Linked DNA regions of Sus scrofa: region 1 is linked to region 2. Evidence: chromatin contacts called from public Hi-C data. All regions are on one chromosome and are shown on one strand. The core of a region is the stretch at or near the end of the contact, and the rest is flanking DNA. Distances in the headings are between cores, read along the strand shown.

What was found. A called contact is a pair of places that touch in the nucleus more often than the background predicts.
Region 1: a contact with region 2 is called in a Hi-C map of skeletal muscle, with 1.6 times the contacts expected there. The contact joins the promoter of RNF144A here to the enhancer-like site in region 2. A contact is called at or near these places in 2 of 5 promoter capture datasets (fetal liver and liver), 13 of 47 Hi-C or Micro-C datasets (alveolar macrophages, fetal heart ventricle, fetal liver and 6 more) and 1 of 2 datasets of contacts at active chromatin or transcription factors (skeletal muscle).

Annotation. Positions count from the first base shown.
Region 1 is chr3:128,864,399-128,869,338 of Sscrofa11.1, forward strand. It overlaps RNF144A (E3 ubiquitin-protein ligase RNF144A), which reads right to left and starts at 2,705. Exons shown (of 11, transcript XM_021087902.1): 1 at 2,491-2,705.
Region 2 is chr3:128,819,622-128,824,331 of Sscrofa11.1, forward strand. The region is part of intron 3 of RNF144A (E3 ubiquitin-protein ligase RNF144A); the gene reads right to left. Among named protein-coding and RNA genes, the nearest start is that of RNF144A, 45 kb to the right of the region's middle. Within about 2 kb of position 2,085, at least 10 of the 83 cell types and tissues checked have an H3K27ac peak or open chromatin away from gene starts, as enhancers often do. A contact at or near this core is called in fetal liver, liver, omental adipose tissue and 2 more, where this site is marked.

The DNA of each region.
Region 1 (4,940 bases), core at 1,455-3,954, 45 kb after region 2:
ACCTTCCGCTTGGTTCTTGGATATCCAAGGTAGGAAAGTGGCCAAGTGAACACAGACAGGGCCCCCCTTGGCTTGAAGCATCCCACTCTCTGCCAGCCTCCTGGCTGCTTTTGACCTTCCACACCCCAGGAACTCAGGGAGGGAAGCCTTGCCCTGGAGAGTCTAAGACCTCGGAGGCAAGTGGCTCCAGACCCCCAGACCCAAGGGCAGCTGACCCGTCTCCATCTCCCCTAGTTCAAGGGTGGTGCAAAAGAAAGAAGAGCAGACCCCTGGGAGAGCTGATGCCAGGCCTGGGCCAGCCACGACCCCTGTGTGGCTGGGGTCCCTGGCCTCTCCCTGCCAAGCCCACAATATCCTCAGCCACAATGGGCAGGCGCGGCTGGGGATCCATGATGACCAGCTAGCTCTGGGGCACACAGGCTACGGGGACAGGCTTCCCCCATCTCGACACCAGAAAGACTCTCAAGAGGGAGGAGAAAGTGGAACAAAAGGCGGTGGTAGGGCCAAATTATGAACCACAGTGGAAAAACAGGCGACGTGGCTCCCAGCGTCTGGCCCTGCCCGCCGTCTGGCTGAGCCGCACGTTCCCCCACTGAGCGCCAGCGGCTCCAGCTAAAGTGTGTGAGGGCCCTTCCAGTTCCCAAACCACATCAACCCACAGGACAAGCAGCACGCTCAGGTGACAATCTGGATGCAGGGACCACACAGGAGTGAACCCGGGGAACTGGAACACGTTTACGGAATGTAGGGCTTTGAAAGTGCCCTTGCAGTTTTCATACCCCCATCTTCAGGGCCCACGGGCACTACACCGTTCCTCTGCCCGCTGCTCCCCCCACCTGAGTTCACCCTTCATCAGCTCCCCTTCCAAGGGTACTGACATTTCAATCAGAGCAGCTTTCAACAGGATTCCAACTGTAATTGTGCTGGATCTGGAAACTACCCCCTCCCCCCATTAAAATGAGGTCATTTCCATCCAGGTTTCTCAGTAGGTTCTCAATCCCTGCCTGACCTTTGATAAAGCGCGGAGGTGGGAGCCCGTGCTGGGACGAAAGGCCGCACACTCCACATGCCTTCTTCACTCTAAAGCAGTGCTCCGCTCACTCTCCTCCAAAACCATCCGTGACTCTAAGAGCAACAGGATCGAGTTTAAAGCGGGCCCGGAATGCCCAATTTCACGATTTACCCTCATCTGACTACTCTGGGCATAGTTCCTTTGCACTCTCTAAAAAAATAAGAAAAGCAAAAATTGAAAAGGCCCTAGAAAACCTCAAAAGACCAGGTCATCCTCGGTACCAGGAGAGGGATTCCAATCCCAGGGGCACTGGAGCTGCAAGTGCGGGAAAGTTCGGGGCACACCCCTGAAGTTCCATCCCCTCCTTCTGCTGGGCAGTTCCCTCTGCCCAGATTCCTTCTACCACCTGCAACCCGCCCCACCTTCAAGCATGGCTCTGTCACCCTCCTGAGCAGCAGCCCAGACCCTCCTCTCCGGGCCTCGCCCTCCTGGGAAGTCGCCCAAGCTCCGCAGGGTCTGCACCACCTCATTTTCCATCTTACACTTTTCAACACAGCTTGTCTGCCGGCTGCCCCTGGCCGGTGCACTGGAATGTGTCCTTATTAGATCCCCAGGCCCCCCTCCTAGGAAAGCGCTTCCTTCCCACAACAATTGAGAGCAAGACCAAGTGGGGTCTGTTCCTGGCTCAGAGACCAGAGCTCCCTCCCCAAGGGTCAGCAGGATTCCCTGGGCCGCCTTCCCCACCTTAGGCCTGGCACAAGGCAACTGTGGGATATTTTTCTAGTGGGTTTATTATTCTTCTTCTTCACTGGGAAGAGGGCAGAGAGAGAACTTTTGTCGTGACCAATCACCCTAAGACCTGCCTATGGAGACCATCAGGGTACAGAAAGTAACCCCTTTCTCCCCATGCCTGACCCTACGGCTCCCGGCTCGCACGAGTTCCCAGGGCTGGGTGCCCGGGATGGTGCAGGGGAGTCGGGGCATCACTGCCTGCTGGTGGGGTGCTTAGACCAACAAGGAAGTTTCTGCGCACCCCTTGGGAGAGGACGGTTTGGGAAGCAGGGAGGCGGGCCACTGAGGTCACTGGGCATCTGGACATGCACCGCCGAGCTCACAGGGCACCCGCCCACTCCACCAGGCTGACCTTTGGCCGCCTCCCCGCTCCCCAGCAGGTCGCCCTCGCCAGACCTCCTGGAACTGGGCATGAGTCCTGCAGCCCCCAACCCAGAGCCGTCCCCGCCCGCCACCTCTTCCCCCTGACGGGCCGGGGCGCGGGCACATGCCGATGCAGAGCCAACGTGTCCTCGGCCCTGGGGCCACCGAGGGGCAAGGCCAGGGTGGCGCCCCTGGCACGGACCCGCCATCGCCCCCGCCCGATCCCCGCGCCCGAAGCCGGCTCGGCACCGCCACCTCCACCGGGCCCCTCGGCCGCGCCCAGCTCCCGCGAGACGGACACAAAGGGGACGCGCGACACCCACCTGGTCCCGCGCGGCTGGGGCCCCGGGGCCGCCGCTCCTGCTCGGCCGCGGGCGGGGCTCCGAGCTCCGCGCCGAGGTCCGCGGTCGGGTGCCTGGGTCCGCGCTGCAAGTGGGCCGCCCGCGCCGCCCTGCCCGGAGCCGCCCTTTATTCCCGCCCGCCCTCCAGCCGGGGCGCACCGCCCGCGGGGGGAGAGTGGGCGGCGGCGCGAGCGGCACAAAGACGCGGGGCGCAGAGGCTCGGCCCGAGCGCCCCCGCCCGGCGCGCAGCGCCCCCTGCCGCCAGCCCGCCCGCCCGCCGCGCCCCGCCCTCGGCCGCGCAGGCCCGGGGACTCCCGCTCGCCCACCGAGGACCACGGGGCCCACGCCGCCCAGGGGATCACGAGGCGCCTCGTCCGGCGGCGGCCAGAAGACCGTCCCTGAGGCGGATGCTCCGGGGCCTCAAGATGAGCCAGCTCGGAGAGTAGTGGGTGAGCCCCAAACACGCTTGGCCGGCGGTAGAAACCCTCTCCGGCTGCGCAGGAGGCCAGGGCTCCAGTCCTGCCACCGACCAGATCGGGCCCCCTAGAACCTCGGCCTGATGCCCTGGCATGTGAGGACCTCGCGATGAAGGCTGAGGGCCTTGCTGTGCCAGCGTCACATGTCTTTCTGCCCCACTCCCTCATCGCTTTGAAGGATGGAGGAGAGGGGGCAACTTGGCAGTCCCTCCGTTCTGTGGATTCCAGAGTTCCTGGCACAGCAATTTCTTTCCTATTCTTAGGGTTCCCAGCTTGTTAGAGTCCAAGATCTTTGAAGGTAGAATTTTCCTGTAAGATTTATCTTTGCCACTCCCTCTGGTAGAAGTTACCCAAGCGCTAAATCATGTGTCTCAGGCATGCAGAGTTGAACAGAAATAACCGGTGTGTATGAAGAATGCTTTCTTCAAAGGAGACGCTCTTTTCTGCAGAAGTGAGGGGAAACCCACATCACAGGTCCCTTCCTCGGCGCCCTCCCTCCACAGCCTCGCCTCTGAATTCTGATGCATCACCTACCAGCCGCGTGACCTTAAGTTACTTAACTTTGTTGTGCTTCCATTTTCTTATCTGAAAAATGCAGATCTTGGCAGGGATTCAGTAAGGCAGATATGCATAAAGAAGTATCGACGTAACTGGAAAATGTTCAGGATTCACTCCATCACCCTTAGCTGTTCCCTGTCTCATTTTCCCCCAATTAAACAAGATTCCTAACTGTCTTGACATTCTGCATAATTTGTCTTCCTCTACTGCATATACATCTTTAAAAAAAAAAAATCACAAATCCATCTCCTCTACATTGAGCAGTTATTCTGGTAAATATTTCCCTCCCCCAAATATGAATGAGCATTTCTGATGCCTCTGTCAAATTCTTTGTGCAAATGTCATCATTCAAGCAAAAGGCACAATGGAAAGAATCTTACCAGCACTTGAAAATGACAATAGTTCTGCAGAAAGGCCTAAGCTTCACAGAAAATATAAGCCCCACCCCCGCCCCATCCTCTGCTTGTGGTACCTGGGAGGTAGGGGTGTGATACTCCTTGTGAATGAGTGATTCTATGAATGAATGAGAGGATGGCAGCAGACACACAGGGAAGGTGATAAATGGGTCCGTGCTGAGATGCAGATGTTTCTGTGGTAAGCAGGGACATTGGGAGTCAAGTGGGGAGGAAACAGCTGAGGCTGCCCCGGGAGTGATGAGGTGCACACACCAGCCTCTTACCCACCTGTGCCATTGAGACTTGTACGTGCTTCCCCGGGGATGCGTGTGTCTGTGTGTGTGCATGTGTGTGTACCTGTGACTTCCTTCCCACGTGTGTTTGCGGCCATTAACACGACTGTTGTGGGGGACATGGGGAAAGAGGATGCCACCCCGATGATGCCATTTGCATCAGGCCATCCAGGGCATCTCAGATGCACTTATTCTTCCTGGAGTCTTCCTAATCCACCAGTGCCTCCCCCATCCCCAGATTCCTGGTGACATTGTATAATAGTGTGTCTCCATGCTGATCATGGCATCTGTTACACTTCTCTCTGATTATCAGGTCATAAGATTCTGCAGAACAGCCATGAAGTAATTGTTGTGTGGGGTTTCACATGGGGCCTGTGCAGCCTAACTGCCAGAGTCATCTGCTCTGAGCTGTGCTGCTGAACAACCTTCCTGGTCTCTCAGATAAGCAGCCTGTGTTTCTCAAGGTCACGCCCACCCATCACTGGATGGTTTTCAATCCAGTCCTCTGCACGGGTCGGGGCTCTCAGCCATCTTACCCAGATGTTTTCAGGGGTTTTTTTTTGGTTGTTTTTTTGGCTTTTTGGTTTTGTATTATGGTCGCACCTGTGGCATATAGAAGTTCCCAGGCCAGAGATAAAATCTGAGACGAAGCTGTGACCTACACCACAGCTGCAGCAATGCCAGATCCTTAACCCACCGTACCACATCAG
Region 2 (4,710 bases), core at 835-3,334:
ACTCCCTTCCCAAGGCACAAACGCCTCCATCAACCCTGTGCATCTCCCCTAGTCCATCCCAGGGGAGAAAGAGGAAAAAAATAAATATAACGAAAGGGTTTCAGTGAGCAAGAAACCAAAACAACGCACAGCCGACTTTTCCTCCTCCCTTGCTCCTGTGGAGTTTCCCAAGGGCCTCCAAAGTCATAAGACAGCTTCCCAAATATGAGCGATACGCTCCACATCGCTAAAGGGAAACTTCTCAGCATCACAGAGTGTGAGGGCTGGGAAGGTGGCGGGAAGCGAAGGGTTGGGGAGGATGTGGCTGGGAGGAAAGTCTGTGACCTCCGCGCTGGCAGGACGGGGAGCTCAAAGACCTATTTGGTGCCTCACAGGTGGTGGGGCACCCACAGGACTTGGGGCTCTGTGGGCTGATCCAGCCGCCGTTCTCCAGCCTGGAAGGGAGCCTGCAGATAGAGGCAGGGAAACAACCCTGCAGACGTGTGGCCCTCCCACGTTCCATTCCAGATTTCAATCCCGCCTCTTCCTTCCCACCTTTTCCTGCTCCTGGCAACCCCAGATTTGGCACTGGGTGAGCCGTGCGAAAATTTCAGGGTCCTAAGATCCAGAGGCTGGACCCAAAGGCTCCCCGATTCCAGCCCAGGACACTTGGGCTGCATGCGATGGCACACCTGGCCCAGAGCCATGGCCCAGCTGCAGCAGCACCCTCTCCACGGGTCAGGGGCCCTGACCTCCCACGGTGGGGGTGGGGCACCTCCATGGGAGCATCTCACTTTCGTGCCCCCAGGAGGAAGAGAGCGGTCGGGGAACGTGACTGAGCCCCACGGTGGCTCGAGCAGAATTCAGGGAGGCCAGCCACCAGCTAAAGTAAAGCACCCAGGTGCCCTCTGCTCTAGACCTTGATCTCAGCCCCACCCCCTCCACGGTCACTTTGCATCCTGGATACCCAATCCGGGTCATGACCCTGACCCCTCCCCGCTCCACTTCTCCCTGACGGGTTTTTTCTAGAAAACGTGCAGTTTCTAAGTAACGTTTTCATCCTTTCGGCCTTCTAACATTTGTCTTCCAAAAAGCAGAGGCTTAAGATGTATAAGCTGAGTTGAGCTGGCCTTGGGAGAATAGGCAGAGATGTATAAAACTGTAAAAAAATAAGACAGCGTGTCTGACCACTGAACAACTGGAGTGTGGCTACTGCGGAGCAGGAAGGTCTGGGAGTTCCCACTGTGGCTCAGTGGGTTAAGAACCTAACTGCAAGAGTTCCTCTTGTGGCTGAGTGGTAATGAACCCAACTAGTATCCATGAGGATGCATGTTCGATTCCTGGCCTCGCTCAGTGGGTTAAGGACCCAGCATTTCTTTGTGGTGTAGGTCACAGAGGCAGCTCAGATGTGGCATTGCTGTGACTATGGCACAGGCCAGCAGCTGTAGTGCCAAATCGACCCCTAGCCTGGGAACCTCCATAAGCCAGAGGTGTGGTCTTAAAAAGACCAAAAAAAGAATAGATAGATAGATAGATAGATAGATAGATAGATAGATAGATAGATAGGACTGGGTCACCATGCTGTACAGCAGAAATTGACACAACACTGTAAATCAACCATACTCTAATAAAAATAAAATAAAAATTCACAGAAAGTGAAGCCTCAGCTTCTTGATTGCCCGAGGCTGCCAGGCCCCAGATGAGGTCCATGAAGGTGGCATGGGGCTGGTGAATGTTCCCCACGAGGCCCGGAGTGTGGGCTGAGAGGGACACAGCGCCTGGGCCCTCCCTCCTCACCCGCCCGACAGGACAGCCAGCCTGTGTCCGGACGGCCCTCTGGCCCCGGGCCTCTGACCCCTGTCCTTGTCTGTCATCTGTGTGTCTGCACGGGCAGGCGGGCAGGCCCAGAGGCAGGAGGGACCCCGGGGCTGCAGAGAGACTAGGGTCGAAGAGAAGAGGAGTCTGTGTCCTCCACGCCAGCTCAGATCACATGTGCGATTTGACTTGGGGAAAAAAAGAAAATTCCACTGCCACAAGGAAAGCGGTTTGTACATGTGGCCTATATTCACTGCCAAGGCCCTGTGGGTCTGAGATCCTCTGACTTAACCCTGCAGCCGCGGACAGGCTCTGGGTCTGGTAACACCACCTACCCCCACGGACAAAACCAAGGACCCGCAGCCCACTCAATCCTCTAAATCCCGTAGCTTCAGGCACACGCATCAGGCCCACAGTCAGGGCACCTGTGCCAACATGCAGGCAACACCCCTCACCGTTTCTGGCCAGAGTCACAGGAACAACGGTCTGATGGGGAGGGGGCAGCCAGCCCAGGACGCTCTGGGAAATCAGCTCTGATCACATGGACCTTCCCAGAAAAGTGGACACTGGGGTTTTGGCCTGGCCCCAAAAAGCCACATGAAAGTCCCAGGAACTTGCCACGATGATTCAGGAGAGAGGCTGCCACGTCACCAGCTAATGTGCAAGCCCCATCCTGACTGTGTGATGCTCAAAGGGCCTGGACTCCCCCAGTACCTCCGACGCCCCCGCTTCCCTACCCGGCCACTCTCTCAAGGTCTGTGCTGAGGGCTCCACGAACGACTAAGGACCTTTCTTCTTAGCAGGCACTACCTGAAACAGGTCATTTTACTCCTAAACTGGGTGATGGAAGGAGAACAGGCTTGTCCTTTACTCGTCTGTCTGCCTCTGTGCTCCGTCTCTGCACAGCAGCTTGCGAGTTAACTGCGCTTGGTCCTTCATTCACTCCCTTTTACCTTCTGGACCTTTCCCAGTCTCTCCAGGAGCGGCAGTTCAGAGCAGAGGCCTGCAGAGGGCTTTCAGGGGCAGGGCCCAGGGGAGGAGCCCCGCACCCTAGGGACAAATGTGCCTGTGCCCCGCGGTAGCCCGCCGTGCCACCGGCTGCTGGGCGAGCATCTGTCAGCTTCCCCCCCATCCAGCACATCCGAGATTAGGTGGCCTCAGCCCAGGAGAAAAGCTGAGCACCCGTACTGAGCAGCTCAAAACAGACAAGTCGGGATAGGGTGCTGGGAGGGCAGAGGGTAGGAAGCCCCTTTGGTGCCCACAGGGCGACACAGTTCATATACGGCAAAGAATGGAGGAAGGGACATCGCTTTTGCTTAAATTGAAAGCATCTGTAGAATCAGCTCTCTGAGCAGCCCTCTAAGTGTTCTCTAGTGTCTCACAGGAGGCCCAGAACTGAAAAGGCTCCGAAAGTCTAAGTGTTCAGAGAAATCACAGCATTATTCAATCCCACGAACGCAGGTGAGAGCCAGCTCTGTGCAGGAGCATTCTGCAGAGCCCCCTGCGAGCACTCGGACCAACCCCAGGTACAGGGCGAGAGTGGCCACCCTCCTCGGCGCAGCCACCAGCTGTCTCTATAGGTCAGGTACCGAGCCCAGGACCAGTGCCAAGGTCCCCTCTGCTTCCTCCCCGATATCACATGCTTCCGAAGAGCCAGGCACACACACACACACACACACACACACACACACACACACACACACACACACACACACACACAGAGAGAGAGAGAAATCCCAAACAAGAATTTTTAAAAACACAGCTCATCCATTCCCTCACTCAATGCATGACCCTCTAGCCATGGTCAAGGCCAAGGAGCTGCACAGCTCTTCCCACCAGCTCTTCCACTGGCACCCGGGATAAATCCGCTTACAGGGAGGAGGGGGCGGGCTCCAAGAGAAGCAAGCACATCGGGCAGGGAAGGGGCTCCTCCACTGAGCTGGCTCTCAGGACCAGCCTGCTGCAGACACATGGCCAAGGGGAGGGAGTGACCGCCGGGACCTCACCCCTGGGGCTCAGGCTGGGTGTGTGGCAGGGTGTCAGAGCACAGGAGGCTCCATGGAGGCTGGGGGCTGCCTTGAAGTTCAGATGTACACTCTGAACTTGGCACTAGAGGATCTGGGAGCCACTGGTGGAGTCTGAACAGACGGGAGGTTTGTCGCTTTAGAACTATTACTCCACAGCTAAAGGGCAGAGACACCAGTGGCAACCTGGCTGCAGATAAGCAACAATTTGGCAGTGGTATCCCCGTTTTCCGTACTGTGCATATGTATTGAGAGACTATGGGGTATGAGGTTCCACATTCTGTGTATCCAGTGAGAGACTGTCGGATGTGACGGGGTGGACGCTGAACCTGAGAACCTTCCAAGAGCCTTTCACTGAGGCTGCCCATGCCCCCGGGTGCTGGCAGATGAAAGCGGAGCATCTTCAAAGACACACCAGCAGCGAAATGGGAAGAATCCTTATCTCAGACCAGGAGGCCCAGACTCCAGACCCAAGGCAGATTAAATTCCCAAACTCTTGGATGATCCCGCAACCCTCCAGAAACCTCAGTACCCCACTTCTCCCCAGGTGGTCCTGGAGACACGGCATAAACGAAGGACAGGAGTGGGAGGGGCATCCCCGTGGGGAACATTAAGCAGGAGCTGCCGGCCCCTCTGCCCTCCGTGTCTCCGATGCGCTAGCTCTGCCGCTTCACAGCTATTCCAGGTACACACTCCACCGAGGACACCAAGGCAATTCAGGGAGGCGCTGTCATCCTCAGAGTTTACAGAGAAATCAATGATCACCACTTGTCCCAGAAAAACAGAAGCGAGGAAGGAATTTGCCAGCCCGCAGCCAAGACTCCTGGGTGTCGGACTCCGTCCTCTACGAATCAGAGCCCCATCGCATGTGTTCCGGGCTATTCTGGAACTG